Regions from separate parts of the Mus musculus genome. Here region 1 is linked to region 2. A link is a contact called in public Hi-C data. All regions are on one chromosome and are shown on one strand. Each heading gives the region's core, a stretch centred on a gene start, on an enhancer-like site or on the middle of the called end of the contact. The rest is flanking DNA. Distances are from core to core; before and after follow the strand shown. Region 1 has its middle 32 kb from the start of Gm41032. Region 2 holds the start of Otp (orthopedia homeobox).

Region 1 (6,173 bases), core at 1,982-4,481, 3.6 Mb after region 2:
GTCCCTGAGCCCTTGCGCCCTCTTACTTCGAGGAGGGCTGCACCGGGGTGTCAGAGAGACCTGAACTTCCTTGGCTAGGAGAGAATCTGGCCCTGGAAGAAGAAATAGCTCAGTGTCTCGCTGGTCATTCCATCGTCCGCCCAGCCTCTCCAGAGTAACAAGGAGTCCGTGCTGATGGTTCTTGGTCCAGCATGTGATCCATGGCTCTCAGGACTAGTGATTCACTGGGTGAAATGACTACTCTTAAGATTCTAGTCCTGGTTATATAGACTGCCCTTGCTAGAACCTCAGATAAGTCTGGGTTTCTCTCAGTTTCCGTTGGGGATGCTGTCTAGAGCAAGAACTCCACTCTGGGTTCCAATGTAATCTGGCCGAGGACAGATCAAATAATCTCTGGGTGCTTAGGTTGTTCATCTGTTAACTGGGATCAGGCTATCCCTACACATTCGTGTGACACACGGAAGAGGGGGATGCCAGGCACCACAGTGGAGAACATACAGGAAACATCATACATGTTTGGTGTTACTGATCAAGTAGCTGTTGCAGTAGGGGCCGGGGACAGTTGTTGACAGCTGAGGAAGTATAGAAAGATCTCCTGTATTACTAAGTGGTGGATAAATAGTACCTATCACAGTCACTGTTGCTCCCAAGGATCTATCTCCCCCTTCTATTGCTCCTCCTGCTCTTTAACCCTTCCCGTTCTCAACATGCTCCTCCTCAGAGGGAACTGTCTTTTTGCCCTTCAGACTCCATAAAAATCAGCCCCCCCCCCACTTAGTGCCCACTGGTAATTTCCCTGGGGTTTTGGAAGGGTCTTAGCACTGTCAGGCCAGTCCAGCACTTTTGTTTGCAAGAAGGCGGCGAGAAAATTACATCCTGGGCTTAGGAAAGGGAAGAATAAACACGTTCACAGTAGGACTCTTCGGGTGAACTATTCTATTTCTCTTTCGTTATTTTTTTCCTTGGTTGTTGATGGTCCATTGCCGACTGATGTGACTTAATATTAATGAGTCAGAACTGAGCAACCACCACGGGGTGGGGGGGGGGCTGGGGGGGGCAAGCGAGAACAAGGCAGAATGCTTACTGTCACTTTCCCCAGCTGGCTCCCCAAGCCTCACCTCTGAGTTCTGCTGAAAACATCCCCTGGGTCGCTCGCGCTTGAATTGAAACATCCCACTTTCTTTAGCCATCAGGGGCTTAAAACAAAAAGCAGGAGTGCCCCTCTTGGCTGATATTGGGGTGGTAGTGTTTAACCCTTTACTTATCCATCGAAGTCAGAAAAGCGAACCAAGGCAATGTGAGTAATAACTGTGCCATAAAATTTCACCTTTACAAGATGAGGTTAGGACTCGCGAGGTTTCTTATGCTCTCTCCCCATCGCTCTAAGCTGGCGAAGCAAAGAGGTAAAATGAATTCTACAGAAAAAAAAAAGGCACTTCTGGCCTCTGTCTGTGGTGTTCACGGTCCCCATGCCCCCATTTCTGTTCCTCTTGTGCTTCCTACGTCTAGGCAGAGTCGGGTCCTAGCCTAGAGCCCTGTCACCCGGTTCCAGAACATAGCCTCGGGTCTGAAGGGCAGTAAGGCTAGCGTCCACAGATTCCCAAACTACTGTTTCTGCAGATCTGGAGCTCCTAAAAATCGAAAGGGAGGGAGCTGCCAAGTTTACCTTTTAGAGGAAAAATCTGGTTCGTGCCCTTGGCCTCCATGAAAACCTAATGCGAACCCTGAAGCAACTACAGGAGACCGGGATAGTCCAGGAGGAGAGTGCAGGGCCAGGAAGTTGGTGTCAGGCGGAAAGCAGGGTTGCGTGTGAGCCCCAGGGCGTTCACAGTCCCGCTGGGGCCGCGGACAGTTGTTTATAAACTCCTTGCGGGCAACGCCGCACCCCGGGCGCCATTTCTGTTGGATGCTTTTCCTCCTGGAAGCGAAGGGCCAACAAAACAATCTCCCAGGGCACTGCCGGTGCCCCGAAAGCGTTTCGTGAATGTCAAACAACTTCATTTGCTCTTGTGTAGAAAGTTTAGCAAGCAAACGCGGAGCCGTCTTCCCGGATCACTCTTTGATTCTGTCTTGGATTAGCTAGCGTTTACTAGGAAACTCGTCTGCTTGTAGCCCAGGCCAAAAGCCCCAGGCGCCCATCTCTCAGCAGCCCAGAGGAAAGCCGTGGTAGGCTTTATCAACCCCCTCCCCAGGACCTCGGGTTTCATCTCTTTCTTTTCCCCCCTCATGTTCAGTTTGTTTTCTCAAGACCTAAGCAATTTTTAATGTAGTCTATACTTCCCGCTTAATCCTCATCGTTTATTGTATAATTATAGTTTCAAAGTGATTATGTAATTAAAATCATGTTTCGTTGAAACAGGACTTCAAAAGGGCGGCAGACCCCCGCTCCGGCATTATTTTCTGGTGATGTAATAATTTCCCTGTGATATTTAAAATAAACACATTAGTTCAAGAATTCTAAACATGTCTCAAAGTATATAGTAGGCTTGATTGGCACGAGGCTGGCTTGTAAAGAAATGGTAAGAGCCATCACTAGTTTAATATATTTCTATGCTCCCATGCAGGGTAAATTACAGGATAATGGGGCGCAGGCGATGGTAAGCTCTGTTTATATAATCCATTTCTTCACACGAGTTCCCATTGCCTCCCCTTCCCTTTGCTGTGTGTGGTGGTTCTCTGATCCCTTGACCTCGGCCATGTGTTTTCACTTTTTCTTCTGATCTCAATTCCATGACCAGCGGGGAATAAAATACAAATTGAATAGTAACCATTCACAGGCCGCTCTTTTCAAACTGTTGTTAAAACCTCTTTGTCTTGTCTAGCGGTTGATAGATAAATGCGTTCTGTTTTTCCTGACTTTCCCCCCCTGCCTTTCTTCTTCCTTCTCTCCCCCCCACCCCCGCCTCTTCTTGGCCAAGAAAAAAAAATAACTCTCCTCCAATTATACGCTTTAAAAATTAAAACCCACACCTCCTTTCAAACTATCTCCTGAGCGTCCCGCGCTCTCCCGGGTCAGCCCATTGGTTCGGGGCGGCCGTAGGAGACTCCGGAGGATTCACCTCGTGGAATAAAAGAACGGGGCAGCTGAGCGGGGATGGGGGCGAAGCACGGTGCCCCCGTGTGAGGTCCGCGCCATTGTCCCCGCCTGAAGGTTCATTTAACCGAGAACCTGTACTGCCTCTGATCTCTTCGCACAGCTCCCAGAATGGGTTCGGCTGGCTGGGACCGCCCCTCCTAGAAATTCCGAGGGCCGAGGGGCGAGGGAAGTTAGAGTGATGGGAGGGGGGCCACACCCCCTTCGCCAGTCCCCGTTCTTTTCTCTTTTGATGGCTCGTCCAGCTAGGAGGGCGAGGTGGACCCGAGAATGAACTGGTTTTACATCTCAAGTCCCCAAAGCGACACAAGGCGTCCTGGTTTCTGACCTGCCCTTCCTATCCAGAGTCAGTCTCTCTCAGTCTCTCTCTCTCTCTCTCTCTCTCTCTCTCTCTCTCTCTCTCTCTCTCTCTCTCTCTCTCTCTCTCATCCCCCCGCCCCCCACCTCCGGAGCTGCGGCTCCAGACTGCTCAGGCAAAAGCAACTAATTGTAACTGGGCGATCCACAGCCCGCCCCTCTCTTCCCAAGAGCTTCCTTAGAGGGAGGGAGGTCAAGGGCGCGGCTCGCCTTTGTCACTCCACTGCCAGGGCTGGAGGAAAGTGGAGGGTGGGCAGGCGTGGCCCTTCTCCCCGCAGCGCTGGACAGCGGGGCTCAGCCTCTAGGGTTGCACAGAGCATCTCCTGGGGAGCCGGCCTGCGCCGCCCGGTCTGCTGCAACGAACGTCGCCCCAGGTCCCCGCGGGCAGTGCGGGCGGGCGGAGCGCACGGCGGGGCGGGGACCTCGGTGCCGCCCGACTGCTGGCGGCAGCGGGGTAGGGTTTCCCGGGCCGCGCTGGGCGATGCCGCCTGACAGCGCCCTTCGCCAGGGGCCGAGTACCTGTAAGCTGAGCCTGGCTCACATGCTTCACATTAAAGCTCCGTGCCTAGTGCCTTCGTGCTCCCCCCCCCCCCAACCTTCTTCTCCTCCGAAAGGGTTCTTATAAACTTCCCTTCGTTTATCTAGCCTGGTTTTCATTGCTCCAGTTTTGCATGGGTTGACTTTGTTTAGTTTATTAACCCACGGGGTTACTTTAACTAAACATTTGGGCTGAATACTTTGGGATTGGATTTCAACGTTTTCTAACGAAATTACGGAGGTTTTTGAAGCCGCACAGAAAACGCTGTGTTGAGTTTATTAGTCAATTTAACAGACTATAAGTGGGGTGGGGGGGTGCATTTAGGACAGTTCCAGTTCGTACCCATCCGATGGAAGAAGCTAGCCAAGGCCGCAGGATGTGCACCCCGGCGGCCTCGGGGGTTCCCAGGCCTCCTCCACTTGCTCGCAGCATGGTTCCTGGGTGCACCAAGCTCCCGACAAGCAGGCGACACAGCCCCCCCACCCCAGACCAGCTGCACTACCTAGAAGGTCCCTCCCAAGCTATCCCCTCTGCTCTGGTGGGAAGTTCTGTTTTGTGCCAGCTGTAGAGGGCTCGATGTCTTCCCTCGTGAGGCCATGAAGGGAAACCTGACTGTGGTGGAATATTCCAGAAAGAGTAGAAGTCAATGGATTTAATTAATGAATTAAATGGATTTAGCTAATGAAAGAGCTACCTGGGCAGGTATGTGGAAGAGGGCAGAGGTCGTGTGGGGTCCGGTGGACAACGACCAGTGGGCTAGTTCACCCCTGGCCACAATGTGCCACCAAACCCACTGGAGCCTCTTCCCCCAAGTTTAAAGAGCGGGGATATCCCAGGGGTTGGACTCGGTGGGACCTGTGGCCTCTCACCTCCAGCTTGACTTGAGGCAGAAGCAAGGAAGGTTATCCAGCACTGCCAGAGACAGGGAACTTTCTCCTCCGCTTTCTGCCATTCACAGGCCCTTGGCTTCTGGATTTGAGCCTGGTGCCAGCTAAGAGTTGGCTTAGCCAAACTGTCCGTGATCTTTGGGCATCTCAGACAACACTGAAGACTGTAGTGGCGATCAAGTGAGAAGCACCAGAAAGTGGGCTTGTGAGGAGGAGCTTCGGTTTGCTTGGGCAATCACAAGTGGGAGGGAGAAAAACACTGAGAGTTTTTTAGCCTAATCCCAGGCTGAAACTCCCGAATTTCACACTGTGAAAACAGGTGTTTTCACTACCACAGCAAGCTACCAGGACCCCAACTGACAACACTTTAAGGTTTTATTTTGTAAGAAAGGAGGTCAATTATTGAAAAGAGCCAAAACAAGTAGAATAGGAAAATATTCTAGTTTTGTTCCTCAGCCCCCGCTAATTTTTTGTCACTGGGGGCAACTACTGTTTGTCTTTTGTGAGTAATTCTAGAGAAAGTAGTTTTTTAAAAGACTTATCTATCACTTTGCCCTGTGCCTTGCTTTTCCCCTCTGACACCTATGTGTTTCCTGATGCCTCCAAGCCGCTGAGAGGACCTCCTCTGCTTAGCAGCTCTTCTGCCACCTCCAACTTTCCTTGGCCTTACTCTGCCAATACTTAACCAGGCTGATGGTCGAAGAGATCCTCCCCCAGTGAGGACATCCATCACATTAGATGGGTGTCAGTTATTCGAGTTGGTTCCTTACTAGGTTGACTGGTTAGTTGTTGATTTGGTTGATAGTGGTTGCTTGGTGAGTGGGTTGATAGTATTTGTCACTCTGCCTGTCTACCTTACACTTCCTCCTGATAAGCTCTGCTTCCAACCCCTCCCCAACCTCAAGTACCTATTTGTCCCATTCTCTTTGCCAGAAGTCCTGCTCCTTCCATTCTCTTCATAGGTCTCTCTAGGACCTTCTAATGCTTTGGAATACCTCTTTCCAATGATCATTGGTCAAATATTCCACCACTCTGGTCAGCACATCTTCATTCAAGGCCCACTCCTTTGAAATCACTTCTTTCTCTCCGCTCTGTGGTAAATTATCTTGACAGCACTTATGTCAAGTTTGAAGACTCATCTGGGTTTTGTCCTACCTTCCCTTGCAGATCATAAACAGTTAACTCTTAGCACATAGAGGCAAATACCGATTTGTTGTTGTTGTTGTTGTTGTTGACATCCTCAACAGCCTTTCTGTGCCTTTAACCTGGGAAGACCATGAGGAAGAAAAGAAAGCTG
Region 2 (6,626 bases), core at 3,077-5,576:
CTCCCTGCGTTTTAATCTTTTCTTCCATTCTGAAGTGCGCCTGAGCGATGCGATCTGATGTACAGTTGCTTTTGGGTTATTGCATATCTGGAAAAGTAAACAGGAGTGTTCAAGTCACTTGATTTGTTTTCAGTAAGCAAATAATACCCCAAAGCATGGCTGTAATTTACCACGAATTAAAATTGATTCTTTTCATCAGGCAAGAAAATAGGAAAATGTGAGATCGTTAATTATTGAGGGAGGCGCTTCTCATTAAAGGGAACAATGTTACAATTCAGCATCTAATAGCAGGAATGTGAATAATAACGCGCCATATTTCAGCCCACTGTCTGCACAGAAAAGAGCTGTTTACAAACAACACAAGCAGCTTACAGTTACATTTAACAAACACCCGAGATTTTTGTAAGTGGAAAAAGCAATTAGGGCTCTGGGCATACTACCCAATTCTTCCTGGAGAACCCTCTATATATTTTTATTTTCCCTGTCTCTGTCTGGACAAAGGATTTGCAATGATAGCAGAAACACAATTAGAGAGAAAAATCAGAATCTTAAACCTAATCTGCATAAATCCATCTTTCGGGTTTGTTGCCGGTGGGTCTCTCCCTCCCATCTTCTTCCCCTGCCTGGTCCAGCTACACCTTATTTCTAAGACTTGTTCCGAATTGGATGTCAAACAGAGTGGAGCGGCATTGTTTGTATAATGGGTGTACTTATAATTTACATAGCTATAAGATTTTTTTTAAACAAACACCTCTCCTCCAAAGTCGACTTCTCATGGAACTACCAAGTTCTCCTTGGTCTGGGGCTCCTGCCAAGGGAGCCAGGAGCCAGTTCCCTGGCCTTTAAAGGCCCTTTGTGCTTTCTTTAAAAGGAGGGGGGTAGGAAGAAGAAGAAGAAGAAAAAAAAGACTTCCCGGTGCATCGTCCCTTGGCAGGCTCTTGTACAAAATTCAATCTCTATTTTTTATGAGAAGTAAACTGTCTAAATAAATTTTATTAGGGGCAACCAATATATTTTCTGGTAGTTCCCTTTGTTCCACTTCTACGTGTGTGTAACAATCTAAAACCTATTTATTGAGGAAAAATCACTGGATCCGTCATAGAAAATCCTTTTACTTTGCTTTGAAGTGATTTCTGAAGACATTCTTGTCATTCCGAAGATTTGGGGGCCATTGCGCTAAAGCCTCGCCTTGTTAGGGACTTCAGTTCCCATGATCATGTGGGAAATGCTTTGAATTATCAACAGCAATGGGCCTGACCGGCACTTTCCCGGCTGCCCCAGGAACGTGGGAAGATGATGGCGAATAAAACTCTGGTAAATACATCTCACACGCTGCCCAGGTGGATTCAGACATTGGCCAAACCGAGTTGCAGAGCGAGAACAGGGAGTGGGGGCGTGGGGGCAACCACTTCACACACGGACTCTCTTTGCTTCCCTGCCACGCCTGCTGGCTGCCAGGTCCCGGCTCCAGCTCGCTCCCTCCCCACCGCGACGCCCCCAAGCTGCCCCGTCACCCCCTCCCATTCTCAGATTTCCCTTTTTCTTTTTTCCTCTTTCCTCCCTCCCTCCCTTCTCTGAGGTGCTTGTGCTCTGAAGTCTTGGAAGAAATGATTTAGTTTGTTTACACTGCTATAAAAATCAAGACCAATAGAAAAGTCATAAAATGAAGCGGGCTATCAATCACGCTGCAACATTGTTATTCAGTGGTTACTAACAGAGATGGATAATCCTTTGATTTTGTCCCATTGTTATTACTCTGATGTGTCTTCACATTAACTATTACACATTTATTTATCGACCTGAAAGATACAACAAAGCAGAATATACGAGCGAGTACATGTGAGGACGCCAGGCAAGGAAGGCAGCAGATACAGGGCTGCTGCGGGAGCGGGCACCAGCGCTTGTGAGCACACACTTGTAAGCTCGCGCCTGTTCTCTTCCCAGGTGACCTCTCAAGTCTCTCACTTAAGCAGCCAGGTCACCGCAGGACCGGACTTCTTAGACTCTTCTACCGAGCAGGCGACCGCTATTCCACCTTCTGTACTCCACCTTCTGGTTCCTTCTTTAGCCACTTGACTACACCTCTACCTGCCTTTCAGGCCTGAATACCCAGAAAACCCCTCCTTGGTAGTTTGAAACCCGGGGGCAGTCCCAGGTGCGTGCTCTTGTGCCAGGTCCAGAGCGTACAGTCCCGCCCTGGAAGGCTGAACTGTCCCCTCCTGCTGATCGCGGCCGAGTTGTCAAAATGGGGAGTGGGAGGTGTATAGAGAAAATCAAGCTGCTACCAGAGGGGCTCGGTTTGCTTTAGGGCTTGGGATTTCCCTTTCAGGAAAAACCGTTCTGGATAGCACACCAGGCGCTGGCCGAAAGCCCCCGAGGCTCCCAGGCGTGCTAGAGTCGCCTAGGCTCCTCCTAGAGCGCACCCCCGGCTTCGCGGCGCCCAGCTCCTGCTAGGCCCGGTTGGTACCCGCTGCCCGGCGGCCACTGCAGCCCCGCCAGGTCCCGAGCTGCGGAGTGAGCGTTCTCCGGCGCTCTGCGACACCCACGTAGCCCAGACCCTGCACTCACAAGCGAGTGTGCCCCGGTGCAGACGCGCGCACCCGGGTTGGGCACCGCAGGACTTTGAAAAGGGCTGAGGACGAGGAGGAAACAAAACTGCCCCAGAGTTGCTTCGCCGCCTCCTTTGTCTCCTTGCTCTTCCCTGTCACACACAGAGTAAAGGACACAGACACACACACACACACACACACACACACACACACACACACACCCTCGCATCTGCTCTCGGGCAGCATTTTCAATGTTTTGTGTAAGTCAATTGGGCGACGAACAAAAAAAGCCATTTGTTCGGTATTATTTAAAACAGACTTCAGAGGGCCACCCTTTGTGGAAGCTTTATTTGCACTAAATGAATAATCTTAATTGCATCACCCTCGAATTAAAAATCAATGTTAATCAAGTTGGGAGCAGTAAATATCAGTTTTCATTTTGCCTTGGGTAGAGGGCATTTTTCTTGTGTTGCAAATAAAAATACAAGTCAAATAACTTTAAAGGGGCATCATGTTCTGCTGCAAATACAATTGAAACGGATTGTTTGGGAGCAGATCAGAAACGGTACAGAATTTTGCACTTAATTTCCTCAGTTATCATTTACAATAAGAACCTCTGGGCTTGGCAGCCAAGTCTAAACAGTAGTAAATTAGTACAAATTTATACTGATTTTACTCTAATAATCGTAATAAAAGCTTATAGATTTGGCACTAATTACATAAATGCCTAATGATCTTGAAAATTACTCTGGTTAGAAATATATTACTAATCTAAACTTTGTTGTTGGCTGGCTCTGAAAAATCAGAACATTAGAAATGGTTCGCTTCACTTGTGCAAAAGCACTTTAAATTGTTCAAGTAGTTTAACACATCCAAGAGGAAAATAAAGAGCGGTTAACTTTATTTACTGCCTTAAGTGGCTTTGGTCGTCTAGCTGAACTTAGAAACTTTGACCGAAAGAGCAGGTTGGGACCTGGGTGAGAGTGTAGGCCTATCGGGCAGGTGGCCCTGGAACGCAGCTTCTGGAGTTCTGGAGGAAGGCTCACTTCATGAAGTCTCCCCCTCCCCCAAAGCGGACAGGGGACCTTGGCGGGGTGGTGGTGGGGGGGCAACTTCCTCTTTATTTTCTAGGCTTGCAATGGGATTGGGGCTCAGTAGGCCAGAGTCTGGGTCTCTAGAGAAGGCCTGCAGAACAGTGGCAGAAATTTAGGGTCGTTCTAGAGATGGTAGCTTGGCTGCCTGGTGAGCTAGGGCTTTGACTACCGCGGTCCAGTGTCCCCTAGCTGGCACGAGCAGGGGCAGCGGGGGCGCGGGTGCGGTGGGATGTGTGTGGGCTGGGGGTGGCGACTCTCAGGTCATGCAGAGGTCATGTCCTGCTTTGGTGTCTGAACTGCCCCCGTTCCAGGGACACCCTAGCTCTGATACACAGAGCCTGTGAAGCGAGCAAGGCAGGACAAGGAAAGGGGAGATGTGCCCGGAGAAAATCTCTGGGAAGAACTGACCGAGGCTCGGCCCAGAGGCCCAGGGCGAGGCCAAGGTGGCCGCTGCTGCTTTAGCGGCTGCTGGAGGCTGGAGCTGCCTGGGCTGCGGCCGCCGCCTCCTCCCGGCAGGCGCAGGCGGGCGGGCGGGCGGAGTGGGGGACTCTCCGGGCGCTGACATTTGCAGGCTGCCCTCCTGATTGGTCCCCTCGCCGAGCTGCTCACGGGTTCATTCATCTGTTAAGCACCTCCCCGTCTCTCTAAAGGACATTATAATGCAAGAAGCCCCCTTTTTAACCACAAACCGAATTTTCTTTCATTTAGGTGATCTATATATATCTATATCGTATAGCTTATAGCTTATATCTATTTTAAATAACTTAAAGCCGCTAAAATTTGGGGGGGAACAGCTTTCGCCCTGGAGCGGTGCGCGATGCTGTCTCACGCCGACCTCCTGGACGCCAGGCTAGGTGAGTGAGCGCCTCTCACCCGGGCAGCCAGGAGAAGCCGGGGCAGGAAATTGTCAATTTGTTCCTTATTTTACCTTAATGCGCCCTAAATGGACTAATTTCTTTAAAAGTAATTGTGCTGTATTAAAGTTTAATTTGATTTAACATCGTCTTAAAAAAAATCTATGGAATATGTAGATTCCAAAACAAAACGGAGTTGGGGATGCTGACACCTTTTTGTTTTTCTTATTTTTTTCTTTCTCTCTCCCCTTCATTATTAATATTATTATTTTTGGAAGGAGTTCTAGCCCGCGATAATTTGTTTGGAGGTGTTTCTCTCTTTTTCCACTCTTGTTTGCTTTGATTTGGAATTTCTTTCATCCCTTTTTCCCCTTCTTCCTTTCTATCATCACCTTCTCCTCTAAGTGTGCTTAAATTTGTTTTCTTTTTTTAAAAAAAAATCTTCTCCTTTGTGAAGGAGAAGCCGCTGTATGAAGGTGGATTTGCTAAGTGTGCTGGTTGAGAAGAAAAGCCCAACTCATCCTCTCGGGCATCCCTGCCTTCTACAAGGGACTCGGTGTTACCAGTGACGGGGAGGGACGAGCCGTTTATTTCTCGGGAGAGAAAAGTTGAATTCTCTAAAGTTTGATTCACTGTTATGGCTATAGAGTTTACTTAAATTTCTTTGAAGCTATCTGGGTTACCAAGTTCTGGGCTTCAGGCTTGGGGAGCTTTAGTGATGGATGTGACTCCGTTTCCCAAACACTTTCTCTGATTTGAGGGGGAGGCGGAGCTGATTTGGGCTTATTTTGAGAGGTGGAAGGCTTGGAGACATATTCATCTTCCGAAAGTCAGAGGGAATTGGCCAGAGTTCATTTAGCGCCTTTGCTCAGGAGGAGCAGCCTCCAAAGGCTCTCTCTTGATTTCTTTTTCTCCCGCACCACCCGACTAAGAATTTTCTCAAGGTTTCCTGGGACACCAGGGTTACAGTTAGTGAAAGGACTCGGGTGTGTTTCATTGTCAGGCCTGGGAGTGGTTTTTTTGTTTTTGTTTTTGTTTTGTTTTTTGTTTTGTTTTGTGGGAGACACGAAGGCCGGAGCTGTGAAGCACCAGAGCGGGCTGTGGAGAGAAGGAGGCCAGGAGATGCTATTTCAACCTAGCTGTCCAATTCCTGGGAAACCGGGCTGAGGACCAGGCAGTTTCCGCCTCGGGGCAAGCGTGGGCGCAGAGGGAGCGGTGGATGGGGCTGAAGCAGAACCTCTCAGGGAAGTCACCGGCTCCTCACGTCGCCAGGACAGTACTGATCGAGATCCCTTTCCCTCCTCAGGTATGAAAGATGCCGCCGAGCTTCTGGGCCACCGGGAGGCGGTGAAGTGTAGGCTGGGTGTGGGGGGCTCTGACCCTGGGGGTCATCCAGGGGACCTGGCACCCAACTCGGACCCGGTCGAAGGAGCCACTCTGCTGCCGGGCGAGGACATCACCACCGTGGGCTCTACCCCTGCTTCGCTGGCGGTGAGCGCCAAAGACCCAGACAAGCAGCCGGGGCCCCAGGGCGGCCCCAACCCCAGCCAAGCCGGCCAACAGCAGGGCCAACAGAAACAGAAGCGCCACCGGACACGCTTCACCCCAGCACAGCTCAACGAATTGGAGAGGAGCTTCGCCAAGACTCACTACCCCGACATCTTCATGCGTGAGGAGCTAGCGCTGCGTATCGGGCTGACCGAGTCGCGGGTGCAGGTAAGGCGGGCTTGGGCTCAGGGGAGGAAGGCAAGGAGGGAAGGGGAGGATTAGAGCACGGAGTAGGTATTGTGCTCTGCTGGGATCCCGAGCTGCGCGCTTGTTGTTTCTACGTTCCTGGGTCGGAGGATACCATACTCTGTCCAAATATTGGCTAGGATGATCACAGGCCCCCATGGACTTCCTCCATTGTAGCCCCATCCCTCATCTCAAAACTCCTCAAAAGCAGCCCGGTGTTATGGGGCTGCGGGGCCCAAGTCCAACTTCTTCCAACAAAGATGGGAACCTTCTCGTCTCCCCAGAAGCTAAGCCCAGCGCGCACCTTGCTCCAGCTCTATTGACAAGTGTTTCATTACCCCGTAATGAGTTTCTATTATGCATTTGGATAAATGGGGGGCATTTCATAATAATAC

Evidence for each region. Hi-C and Micro-C count contacts between places; a contact is called where the count stands out from the background.
Region 1: a Hi-C map of epiblasts shows a contact between it and region 2, with 9 times the contacts expected there. The contact joins the enhancer-like site here to the promoter of Otp in region 2. A contact is called at or near these places in 2 of 39 promoter capture datasets (cranial neural crest and second pharyngeal arch cranial neural crest), 12 of 484 Hi-C or Micro-C datasets (cerebellar granule neurons, cerebellum, cerebral cortex and 3 more) and 1 of 115 datasets of contacts at active chromatin or transcription factors (astrocytes).

The regions. Positions count from the first base shown.
Region 1 is chr13:98,501,165-98,507,337 of GRCm38.p6, forward strand. No RefSeq gene overlaps it. Among named protein-coding and RNA genes, the nearest start is that of Gm41032, 32 kb to the right of the region's middle. Within about 2 kb of position 3,232, at least 75 of the 459 cell types and tissues checked have an H3K27ac peak or open chromatin away from gene starts, as enhancers often do. A contact at or near this core is called in epiblasts and second pharyngeal arch cranial neural crest, where this site is marked.
Region 2 is chr13:94,871,310-94,877,935 of GRCm38.p6, forward strand. Otp (orthopedia homeobox) reads left to right here and starts at 4,327. Exons shown (of 3, transcript NM_011021.4): 1 at 4,327-4,497; 2 at 5,804-6,213. The coding sequence starts at 4,461.